Regions from separate parts of the Oncorhynchus mykiss genome. Here region 1 is linked to region 2. A link is a contact called in public Hi-C data. All regions are on one chromosome and are shown on one strand. Each heading gives the region's core, a stretch centred on a gene start, on an enhancer-like site or on the middle of the called end of the contact. The rest is flanking DNA. Distances are from core to core; before and after follow the strand shown. Region 1 holds the start of LOC110533652 (coxsackievirus and adenovirus receptor homolog). Region 2 overlaps LOC110533652 (coxsackievirus and adenovirus receptor homolog).

Region 1 (5,552 bases), core at 1,340-3,839, 110 kb before region 2:
CAGTGAAACATGAAAAAAGAGATTGCAGCAGTGGTGTTGTTCCTGAAAAGACTGATCAAAAAGGTGGAAAAGTTGGACACCCAGAAAGTGGACATGTTTGTGGAGCAGTTGACTGTTGCCCTGCAGGAGAAGTTCAGGGGGCATTGGTACCCTGACAACCCCAGCAAAGGACAGGCCTTCAGGTAACTTTACTGATATGACCCCAGTCTGTTGCCTTGCTCTCACTATTTTGACATTCATACCAGTAGTTTTATGAACCTCCAGTCTAGGGCATCATGAGTAAGGTGTGTTTTTGATATGCAGTGATTTGTATGATTGGAGTTATCAATGTATTGTATACTCTACTTCGCAGGTGTATTCGGCTGAACAGGTTGCAGAAGGAGGATCCAGAGTTGCTGCGGGCCTGCCAGGAGAGTGGGGTTCAGTACAAGGACCTTGGCCTGCCCAGAGAACTCACTCTGTGGGTAGACCCTGGGGAGGTGTGCTGCAGGTCAGTCTGTCTTATTTAAAAGCATTGGATTTGTGTAACTATTGTCTGGAAGGCGTTAAATCATTTACAGGAGAGTGTGCAAGTTCACACTTTGGGAGATGGGTAGACAATTGGTATGCAGCCTCAGTTGTTACATTGTTTACCAGTCAAGTAACTAAATTGTTGATATACATTCAGTGATCGAGCATCACAAGTCTTGTTGGCTTCTTCCTTTCATTATCGCGCAGGTATGGAGAGAAGAACCATGCTTTCACGGTGGCCAGTTTCTTTGGTGATGAGACTGTGACTAAGAAGGTGACCAGTGCCGTGGAGAGGGTGACGTCTGACTACCACTCCGGTTCATCTTCAGAGGAGGATAGTGGCCTCAGGGAAACTCGTCCATCCACTACCTGCCCCCAAAATCACCACACATACCAGGTACAACCAGTAATGTAGTGTTTCCATACAGAATACCTCCTTGGTCAGCACTGACAATGGGTCAATTTAAATTATATTTACCACATGTTTTATTGTTCATAGGTGATCTACCCATCTGCTCCTCTGTGGTGTCAAGCGCCCAATCAAAAGAAGATGGGGCCTGGTAAAGGATATAACGTCCCTCCACGTCCTCCTCGCTATGGCTTCAGACCTCAAGGCAGACCCACCCAGCCCTTCAGACACAAAGGCTTGGTTCTGCCTGGCCAGAGAGGGGGGCTCGGATACTGGGGTGGCACTCCAGGCCTGGCTTACTGTTAGGGACCACTGTAGCAAGTGTTGATGTTAGTATTAGCCTGTTCCAGGTTCCCTGAGCTGTTGAGGGTAACCACTAGAGCAAGCAATAGTTCATGGGTGACAGGTAGCCTTGCGGTTAAGAGTGTTGGGTCAGTAACTGAAAGGTTGCGGGTTTGAATCTCCGAGCCGACTAGGTACATCTGTTGATGTGCCATTGAGCAAGGCACTTAACCCTTAGTGCTCCTGTAAGTCGCTTTGGAGAAGTGTCTGCTAAGTGACTGAAATGTTAGAGGGAAGGGGAAGGAAGTGGCAAACAAAGTCCACCAAGATGTTTGACCACATTTTTAATGTATTTTTGTAGTGAGATAGTCACTGGAATTTGTTATTTTTATGGTAAGAACATTAACTCTTTACACTTGAGAGAATTTGTATTCTTGTGAGTAAAATAATTAGTTGTAATGGATAAGGAATATAGGAATTTGATGTGTATTTTATAGCTATGAAGATATATTTACTGTATTTATTTTTGATGGGTTAATTGTATGTTACCTCCTACTGTACTGTCCATCAGTTATGTTCCAATGAGAAATTGTTTTATTTATTCAGTGTATTAGTATTATGAATTGCGCTTACCACTTAAATTCTGAGACATTAAACACATGTTCTAATCCTACCTCAATGCTGTTGCCTTCACACCATCAGAGGCCATATCTGGTAAATATTAAATAACTTAATATTTGAACAACCTGTAGGCCTACAGTACACACAATCAAAAGAAGCATGTAGGTATATGGATGACACCTGTTCAATTCAGTCTTTCTGATGCTGTTCAAAGGCATGTTTGCAATGTCACAGGCTACGTTTTAAAGCTTTTCCAAACATTCTTATAGCTTGTCTGGTTTACAGTATTACAAATGGTTGAACAGTAAAATGACAATTTAACTATTGGGAAGCTGTGTTCATTGTTGTATTGCTGGCTTCACGTGCTCGGGCGAAATATTGTAGGAAACTGGGAAGAGGTAAGTCCCACATGATTGTGTTCAAGCCGTTGGAAATCAAATTACTATTCAACCAATACGATTTTAGCTAGCTTGAAAAGCTTGCTGACATTGCTAATAAAGTTAGCTGGCTTATTAAACATTCACAATATGGTCAGACTAGCTACATTATCCATATTGATAAGGTTGTAATTGTCAAAAGCGGATTCATTTTGGGGTAAAAGGTCTGGTGAAACGTCGCAACTCGGCTAACATTTTCTCCGAGTAGTTTCCCTCCTGTAATTCAGACTTGGGTCATTCAAGTGACATTTCCCACTGGGAACTAGGAGTTTCCGGCAGCACTTGAACGCGGCATAATAGCCTAATACGGTAGGGGGCGTGAAAGTATCTTGGTACACTAGACTTTGTTACCCTCCGGAAATCACGTGTCTAGACTCCTGCTCTCCTATGCACCTGCTGAGGCGAAAAAGGATCGGAGAGTTTTGATGCTTCGGGAGAGTGGTTTGTCTGTCAGGAGCGCCGCAGAAGTTATTTTTTCAACCGAGTTTTAAAGGAAAAGTATTGGAATAGACAGAAAGGAATGGATTTCTCGATATCCCACCTCTGCTCTCTATTGATTATTCTCATTGCAGGTAAGTTTTGCTTCCACCGGGTACTTTTTTTTAATCCGCAATTTTCAAAAGAGCGATCGAAAATGGAGTGGTGAGTATGCAACGTTACACAGGTCGTCTCACTCGTTGCGCTGGCGAGCAACATGCTAAAAAGTAAACTTTTAGATGTTTGCGACTAAAATAACGATATGGTAGGCTGCTCTATGGAATTACATGTGACGTAACTTTACTTCAGATTATACTCACTTGGTTACTCCTGTTTTCACTGAAAGAATATTGAAAATAGCATTTTAACATAGTTTTGCTAGCTAGCGTTAGCTGAGAATTCCAAATTGCATCACTGGTCAAAATGTGTGATCACCCCAAATTCCATGCAGGAATTGTGAAATTCCATACTAGAGCCTATTATTCTTCAATTGACAGGAAATTATTTTCACTTCAAGAATGTAATTTTTCGAACACATGGTTTATTTTATTTTATGGTTATTTCATGTGCCTGAGCTAGCTGTTACGTCGTGGGAGAAATTGGTTCATTCCGCAACGCATTTTTGAACGCAACCTATCAAGCGATGTTTTTGTTTTGCATTAGTTAGTGCATAACGTTAACACACAATAAATAGCCTGATCTGCCTTAGAACCTGTAAAGGGCTTCAAAGTGCTGCAGTTTCTGTCAGCCATCTGCCAATACCATGTAAACTTTATCCCCCTCCCGCGCCAAGGGTGTGCTTTTTACACCCAGAGAGAAATGAATTACATGTTAGCTGTTTATCGACCAGATTTATGTCCATTAAATATGTTAATGTTACTGTGAGTGTGTCATTTCAGCCATTAGGCCTATATTTAGTGTAGCCCGTTTTAATATTTCCTTTAGCCCTATAGATATAGAACAGAGCCTAATTAGCTTTGATTCACAATCCCCCCCCCCCCCCCCCCCCAAAAAAAAAAGTAATCTGCCGAGCAACAACACCATGTTCAAATGTCCTGCTCTAGTTAATAAATAGTAGTGAACAAAGATTGGGGCTGGAGATATGTAGATTTGGTATGGTAGACACTGTGGTATCATGCAGCTTGAACTCTCTGGGACCTGTTGAAATGGATATTGGCTCTCATGACATCTAGTTTGGATGGAAATTACCCTCGTTATCAGCAGGTCAGGCGATGCAGATGGGTTATCATTTATTACCTATAAAATAAAAATACATGTTTTTCATCTGGGATGCCCATTATACAGATTGTATTATTGCCGGTGGGTAGCTCAGTGCTGGAGGGTAATTTAGCACTCTTATTATTTGTGTCCTTGTTGCTGTCCTGGAATTTACACTGAAATCAGCCCTTTCCTCCTCCTCTCTCACCACAGAAATGAAACCATGGTACTGTAGGTCAGTTGGTTCTCAAACCTTTTGATCCACAACCCCCAAAAAGAAGTGGTTCAAAGCTTTTGACCTAGCGCACACAATCCCTGAACAAATGTAGCCTGCCATTGATGCATTTTTTTAAAGTAAGATACAGAAATTAACTGTTTTACTCCTGCATTTTGAGCTTAGTCATTCATGTTAGCAGTCAATATCATCTAGGGATATCATGTCACTTCTCTGGAGTCCACAGAAAGCAGGATCATACGGCCTACCTGTATGCAGCGGTTGGATGGAAAGCATGATCTGTCTAACCTTTTTCTTGCTCACAAATATCGTAATTACTTTGTCAGAATGTTAAATCTTCATCCCATATGTATGGAAGGCATTACGATGTTACAGCTATCTTTAGATATAGCCAGTAGGCCCATATACTGGGGTATATAATTGACCCACCCAAACTAGACCTATCTGAAATATGAAAATGATCAATGAAGTCGCCAGGTTCTTCTGGCAAAGATGCGTCCATAGCAGATTGCTAAACTGTATTCTACATCTTCCATGGAGTATTGAATAAGAAAGTTGAATAAGAAACTAAAAAAATATTGCTCTGACCGCGAAGAGCCACGGGCAGAGCAATGTCGTTCCTCTCCACTGGTTACAGATAAAAGCCCTGCAATAATGAAGTGCTTTGTTTACACAGGCAGGCACATCTCTTTCTGCTGTGTTAAAGGTTTGGTTAGGGGTGTTATACTAGCCCAACAATGTGGTTTTTGTTCATGCTGTACATTGTTGTACATTGTTGTACATTAGTGGAGAGGCTCATCACTATTATAATGGCTTCATGAGCTCATCATTTGGGGCACTGTCCCACTTCAGTAGAGTAGACAAGCATGGCATTTTTACCAGACTTATCATGGCATTCATCTGACATGGCACAATGATGCATAGGCAGCCTCTTCACAATTGGGATTCAATGCAACTTGGGCATTTCTTTAAATGAAGTATGCCTAGCCTAGCCTATAAATTAGGCTTAATGAAGATTATATTATTGTATAAGGCCTAGGCCTACATAAGTGCTTCACAAATAATTTGCAAGAATATAAAGTAAAGGGTGTCGAGGGTTATAGTTGGATTTCTGAGATGTAACCGTTTTCATATAGGCTAGCTTTGCCAACTGAAACAAATGAGCTTTTACAGGGAGCTCAACGTCAAAGGTGATTCTCCTCTTTCCGAGGCTTGTGTCAAGGCTGTGTCTAAGGCGCTTTCTGTCCTGGCGGTCCTGGCTACAATAAGCAGATGCCAGTAAACATCCTCCAGCCAGTCAGCACTTGACTGTGTTGGTTTAAGTTGTGGGGCCTGGCCAGTTATTTTCACAGAAACCTGATGA
Region 2 (5,808 bases), core at 1,198-3,697:
TCTGTCTGTCTGTCCCACCCGCTCTCTCTGTTTTTCTGTGTGTCTCTCCATTATCTTTCACTTTTTTTCTCTGTCTGGACCCCTGGGGGAAACTCCAAACCCAAGTGAATGTGAAAGGGAGTGAAAAAGCTTGTGTTTTTTACATAACCATCTCATCCCCCTTCTCTCCTTCAGAGAGGACGTCCCCCCTCCGAAGAGCCGCGTATCGACGGCCCGCTCCTTCACCAGCGTGGGCAGCCAGCGCTCCTCCCTGGGCTCCATGTCCCCCTCCAACCTACACGAGTACGCCCTCAAGCCCCAGTACGACAAAATCCCCTCCGTGGAGGAGTATGAGAGGCCCCCCAGCCACGCACCCCTGCCCCCACCCGTCGCCAGCAAGATGGCCGGCCCCAACCTCAGCCGCATGGGCGCCATCGCCGTCATGATCCCCGCCCAGAACAGGGACGGCTCCATTGTGTAGTTGAAAGAAACAGAAAGATGGAGGGAAAGACCGGGGGACACTAGCCAGAGAGATGGGGTGGCTGGGCTGGGGGACTGTGCTGGGCAGCCAGATTTTACCCTCTACCACTGGCCACCAACTGGGACCCCCACTCTGCTCTGCTTTATGGAGGTTTGGGTGTGGTGTTGTACTGAGGAGAAAAGAGAAGCAGTATTGTACCATGTCACCCACTATGAACTATTTACTGTGGACAAAAAAACAGATGCTTTTATGAATTTTACTTCCTGAACTTTCTCACACATGACAATTATGAATTCTAGGCTGGGTACATTTTAATGGTCAATTCACACAGGTTTCTTTGTACATAGTTGAATGCATGATGTTTTTGTTTTTTATCTAGCCGGCCCTGTGCATAGAGAGTTGTGTTCAGAGCGGACCACGGTCTCTGATTGGCCTGTTGTGTACCATGTAGAGTATTGCAGCTTGACGTGTATGTTTCTGGGAAATGTACAGTTCTACTCTACTTTTTTTGGATGAAATACTCACGGAGTGATCAGACATTTGATCAATTCACTTCTGTAACACACAGCTTATATCAAGATTAGGGGTTACTGAAGGAATTTTAGACTTCTGCTTTTCAAAATAATGATTTGTCAAGTAGTTACCTTTTTTAAAGATGTTCATTCCACTGGTTGGACTGTGGCTGATGTCATGGCCATGTTTGCCAGCCCTGAGAGAAATTGGGTCAGCTGGTTATTTCGACAGTTGACCGTTTTGAAATGTCCAGCTTGGTCTGGAGGGGACGGGTGGACAGGGTTGGCTAATGACACGGAAGGGGGAGTTCAGACCGCCACATGTTGTGATTAGTGTATTGTCTCTTTGCCGGGTTTACAGCCCACCCCTCAAGTTCCTACAACAGGCAGTGTTTTGGGAGGTGCGGGGTGAGGTTCACTGAACAATCATATTTGATTGTGTTTGACTGCCACCTGCCCCTCTGACCCCGCCAGGACACCCCTTCCCTATCCCCTACACTGTATGGTATTATTAACCCGCTCTGGTGTTTAACCATCAAACCCCTGAACAAAATGGTACATTAGTAACTGCACACTCAGGATTCAATATCTCGATGAAACAACTTTCTCAATGGTCATTATGAAGTCAAAAATGTTTAGTGGTTCATTCATGCACCTCTATTCATGAAGGATAAATGAAGTATGTACAGTATAGTAATTTACATGATATATATGGAAGGAAGTGAGTGTTGAGGGGAAGAAGAAGATATTAGAATACTGAGCCACGGGTGTTAGGTGTTTTCCAGGGTGTCTATAATGCACCCATGCTCTCTCACTCTGTCACATACTCACAGCCCTCCCAGTCAGTGCTTCTGCTCAGCCCAGATGGAGTGTTTCTGTGATTCACGTCAGTGTTCTTGTGCCTTGTCTGTACTGACTTGTATCACATACATACTGTTACAGCCACAGGCCTCTAGGTGTGTGTGTGTGTGTGTACCCAGGCTGCGCTCTAGTCTTCTACCGTTGCTATGCACTGTACATGTATGTTTTGTAGCAAAGTGTCGTTGTATGATACATGACACAATAGTTGGCTACAGAACATGCAGTATGTCTGTAGTACGAGACCCACATCGGCATGACAACTAGTCCACTTTTCACGGTTCTGGATCCTGTGTAAATCCACATCAACTGAGTGGAGGTTGGTTGCTTTACTTCCCCCCCCTTTTAATTGACATTAGCTCTATATTCGAACATTAGCAATGTAAAAAACATCAACAAAAACAGTTGACACAGTTGTTACTTCTTTTTTAGTTTTAAATGTATTATTTGAGGTTTTTTTAATTTTTTTTATGAAGGCTTTGTTTGTATGTGTAAATATACTGTAAAAGTTACACCATCTCTAGAAGTAATCCCACCACACTTCCTCTAATGCCCTGTATGTATGATGATGATCTGCCGTGCTTTGCTTGGTTAATGTGTATCTAAAACATGATCGATGGGTCTTGTAAATAACAGTGGAGGGTGAAAGCCCACTAATGTTAATTCAGATGGGCACCACTGGAATTCTACTGCAGCCATGTTTCAATATCCACATTAGCGTATTAATTCTGATGAAGCAATAGCATGCATTGTAAATAGTATACTAGTATGGTGAATGAAACACAGACTCTGTGTGTATGAAATAGAAAGTAGTAGATTTGAGGTGGATGAAGTGGAGGAGACCGGTGAAAGTAGTAGATTTGAGGTGGATGAAGTGGAGGAGACCGGTGAAAGTAGTAGATTTGAGGTGGATGAAGTGGAGGAGACCGGTGAAAGTAGTAGATTTGAGGTGGATGAAGTGGAGGAGACCGGTGAAGACCTCTCGGAGTTGTGTCCTTACGCCTCTCCGTGTTGTGGCAGGTGTAACCTCACACATGGGGACAGCAGCCACATCCGAGACAGGAAGTAAAGTGAAACCCACCCCATACATTACCCCGAAGTGAAAAACCTGTCAGCTCTCTCGAAGCCCAGGGAACTGTGTGTTGGTGTGTGTCTTTACTGTCTGGATTTGTCCCCAATATAGTATTTTAGTAGACCCCCAACTGCTGACAAACTACAGAGCCATTAGGGAGGTAGTCATGTTGTACAGTCCCTCTCAACTCAGAAAACGAATAAGTACTACTAACATGGTATTAACTGTAGCTTTTAAAACTAGTGTACTAATATTGTATGAAGATTTTTATTTGGTGGTTTGTTTGCACATTGTGTGATCATACCTGTTTTTATTTTTGTGCGTGTATTTTTTTGTGCTGTATTTTTAAATAATAAAGGACAAAATGAAAGAAATAATAACATTATTTTGCCTTTCTTTCCCATAGCAGCAGCTTTTGACTGTCTTAAATCAACGTGTTTTTCTCTCTGCAAGTATCAGCAGCCTGCCTGTCTATCCTCTGTGACATGGCTGGCCCTCCTCCAGGCTTCCACTGTGAAATGGCTGGCGCTCCTCCAGCCTTCCTCTGTGACATGGCTGGCCCTCCTCCAGGCTTCTTCTGTGACATGGCTGGCCCTCCCCCAGGCTTCCACTGTGACTTGGCTGGCCCTCCTCCAGGCTTCCTCTGTGACATGGCTGGCCCTCCTCCAGGCTTCCTCTGTGACATGGCTGGCCCTCCTCCAGGCTTCCTCTGTGACATGGCTGGCCCTCCTCCAGGCTTCCTCTGTGACATGGCTGGCCCTCCTCCAGGCTTCCACTGTGATTCATTTGAATCAGGCAGTGATTTTCAACATTAATGCCAGGTGAGGTTACTTTCTATCCACTTAATGATTATAATTAATCAATGAAGCACAAAGGCACGATGATCAGAATCCGCCCAGTGAAAATCCACAGCTCCGTTGAAACAGGCAGCACTAGAACCTTACATATACTAGCATGATTCACACGATAAGGCCGAGCTTTACTGGGCTGGCCTGATGACACATCCACCAGAGTTGCTGGAAAGGACAATGTGAAAAGAAAATAACCGAGCCAGCACAGTAGGGTTGGGTTCAGCCCTGTAGTGTGAATCAGAAAACTACTCCAGGCCACTGCCCTGGTTTGACTTGAGGGAACAGGGGAGTAATGTCTTTCCTCTGTGTTTCACCCACTGATACTTGTCCTTTATCCCTACTGAGTCATTATCCGCGTGCTGCAGTGTAGCACTTCTCTCACAACACATCATCACTGCCTCTGTAATGACTGAGGGAGAACTAAAGTCAGCGTGTACCTAGGGCTCGAATCAATATGTATCGCTGAAGTTCAGTGCTTTAGCGCGCTTGAAATGTAGAGGTAATTTTCGATTGAGCCAACATATGCAGCGTTTACCCTTGGCTGGTTTCAATTGTAGACAATTTCCTGCCTTAGCTAATGTTGTTGCTAATTAACTGCATGACGACTCCCAGCTAATTAGCAGTTGTGGTACAAATTAGCTCCTATAGCAGCTCAACTGAGCTGGATACATTGGAGTAACTAAGGTTAATGGTTATTGGATAGATCAGCCATGTTAGGGATTGTACCAAATGTTTAACCTCGATGTCTTTAGGCCAGCTATGAAGAAAAATAAGTCTAGAGAGTCTTTTCTGCGTTGGATGCGTCTCAATCCACCGCATTCCGCATCTACGGTGAAAGGTGACAGCTAGAGCGGTGTTTGTCAGACCATGAGACAACACAAAAATCTGTCTTCTCACAAAATTGCCTTTAGCGTCCGAACGGTTTTGCTCTGACTCCCACAAGCATCTTGGGACTCATCTGAATTCGGTAGAGCTGATCTGCCAACTACTGTCTGTCCGAACAGTTTGGACCCATCCTGGAAAGGTGAGATTCTCAGTGACACGTGTCAGTTGTTTTGCTCTAGGATGCCTACAGGCCTCAAGACTCGTCTGAAGGTCCCCCGGTACCAGTCGAAAAAATGTATGGAAGTGTATATGGAGTCTGTTTAGTGCCAAAAATAAGGGGTTAAATATATATATATATTTTTTTTAAATGTGTCCCAATCTTTCTTATATCTCTCAGATATAACTTCCTTTTGATTTTTTAAAATCTGTTTCATGTAGTGAATCTGTGCGTTCAATGCGTTTGTATGGGCTAATAGCATTAAGGCCAAATAAAATGTTTAATCAAATACTTTTTGTATGTATTTTTTTAGATCAATAAATCAAATGTATTTTTAAAGCCCTTCTTACATCAGCTGATGTCACAAAGTGCTGTACAGAAACTCAGCCTAAAACCCCAAACAGCAAGCAATGCAGGTGTAGAAGCACGGTGGCTAGGAAAAACTCCATAGAAAGGCCAAAACCTAGGAAGAAACCCAGAGAGGAACCAGACTGTGAGGGGTGGCCAGTCCTTTTCTGGCTGTGCCAGGTGGAGATGATAACAGAACATGGCCAAGATGTTCAAATGTTCATAATGACCGATTGCAAACGTAATAAAACGGTGGTCCAATAGTCCAGGATTATGAGAAAAAACATTAAGATCCACAACATTTATTCCATGGGACAAAACTAAGTCAAGAGTATGACTGTGGCAGTGAGTAGGTCCAGAGACATGTTGAACAAAACCCAGTGAGTCGATGATGGCTCCGAAAGCCTTTTGGAGTGGGTCTGTGGACTTTTCCATGTGAATATTAGTCACCAGAAATGTAAATATTATCTGCCATGACTACAAGATCCGATAGGTGTGTAGGCTGCATAGATTTCATGACTAGAAGCTCAACAGATGCTCAAAAGACGAAAACGCTGTTTTTTTTTAATTGAAATTTGCTATTGTAAATGTTAGCAACACCTCCAGCCTTTGCGGGATGCGCAGGGGATATGGTCACTAGTGTAACCAGGAGGAGAGGCCTCATT

The links. A called contact is a pair of places that touch in the nucleus more often than the background predicts.
Region 1: a Hi-C map of liver shows a contact between it and region 2, with 4 times the contacts expected there. The contact joins the promoter of LOC110533652 here to the enhancer-like site in region 2. A contact is called at or near these places in 3 of 3 Hi-C or Micro-C datasets (blood and liver).

Annotation. Positions count from the first base shown.
Region 1 is chr10:32,350,239-32,355,790 of USDA_OmykA_1.1, reverse strand. LOC110533652 (coxsackievirus and adenovirus receptor homolog) reads left to right here and starts at 2,589. Exons shown (of 8, transcript XR_005053618.1): 1 at 2,589-2,831. LOC110533653 (protein BTG3) reads left to right here. Exons shown (of 5, transcript XM_021618079.2): 2 at 1-182; 3 at 353-490; 4 at 718-907; 5 at 1,010-1,874. The coding sequence starts at 10. The coding sequence ends at 1,225.
Region 2 is chr10:32,244,465-32,250,272 of USDA_OmykA_1.1, reverse strand. It overlaps LOC110533652 (coxsackievirus and adenovirus receptor homolog), which reads left to right. Exons shown (of 8, transcript XR_005053618.1): 7 at 175-2,653; 8 at 2,696-3,282. Among protein-coding and RNA genes, the nearest start is that of LOC110533652, 110 kb to the left of the region's middle. Within about 2 kb of position 2,447, at least 1 of the 11 cell types and tissues checked has an H3K27ac peak or open chromatin away from gene starts, as enhancers often do. A contact at or near this core is called in liver, where this site is marked.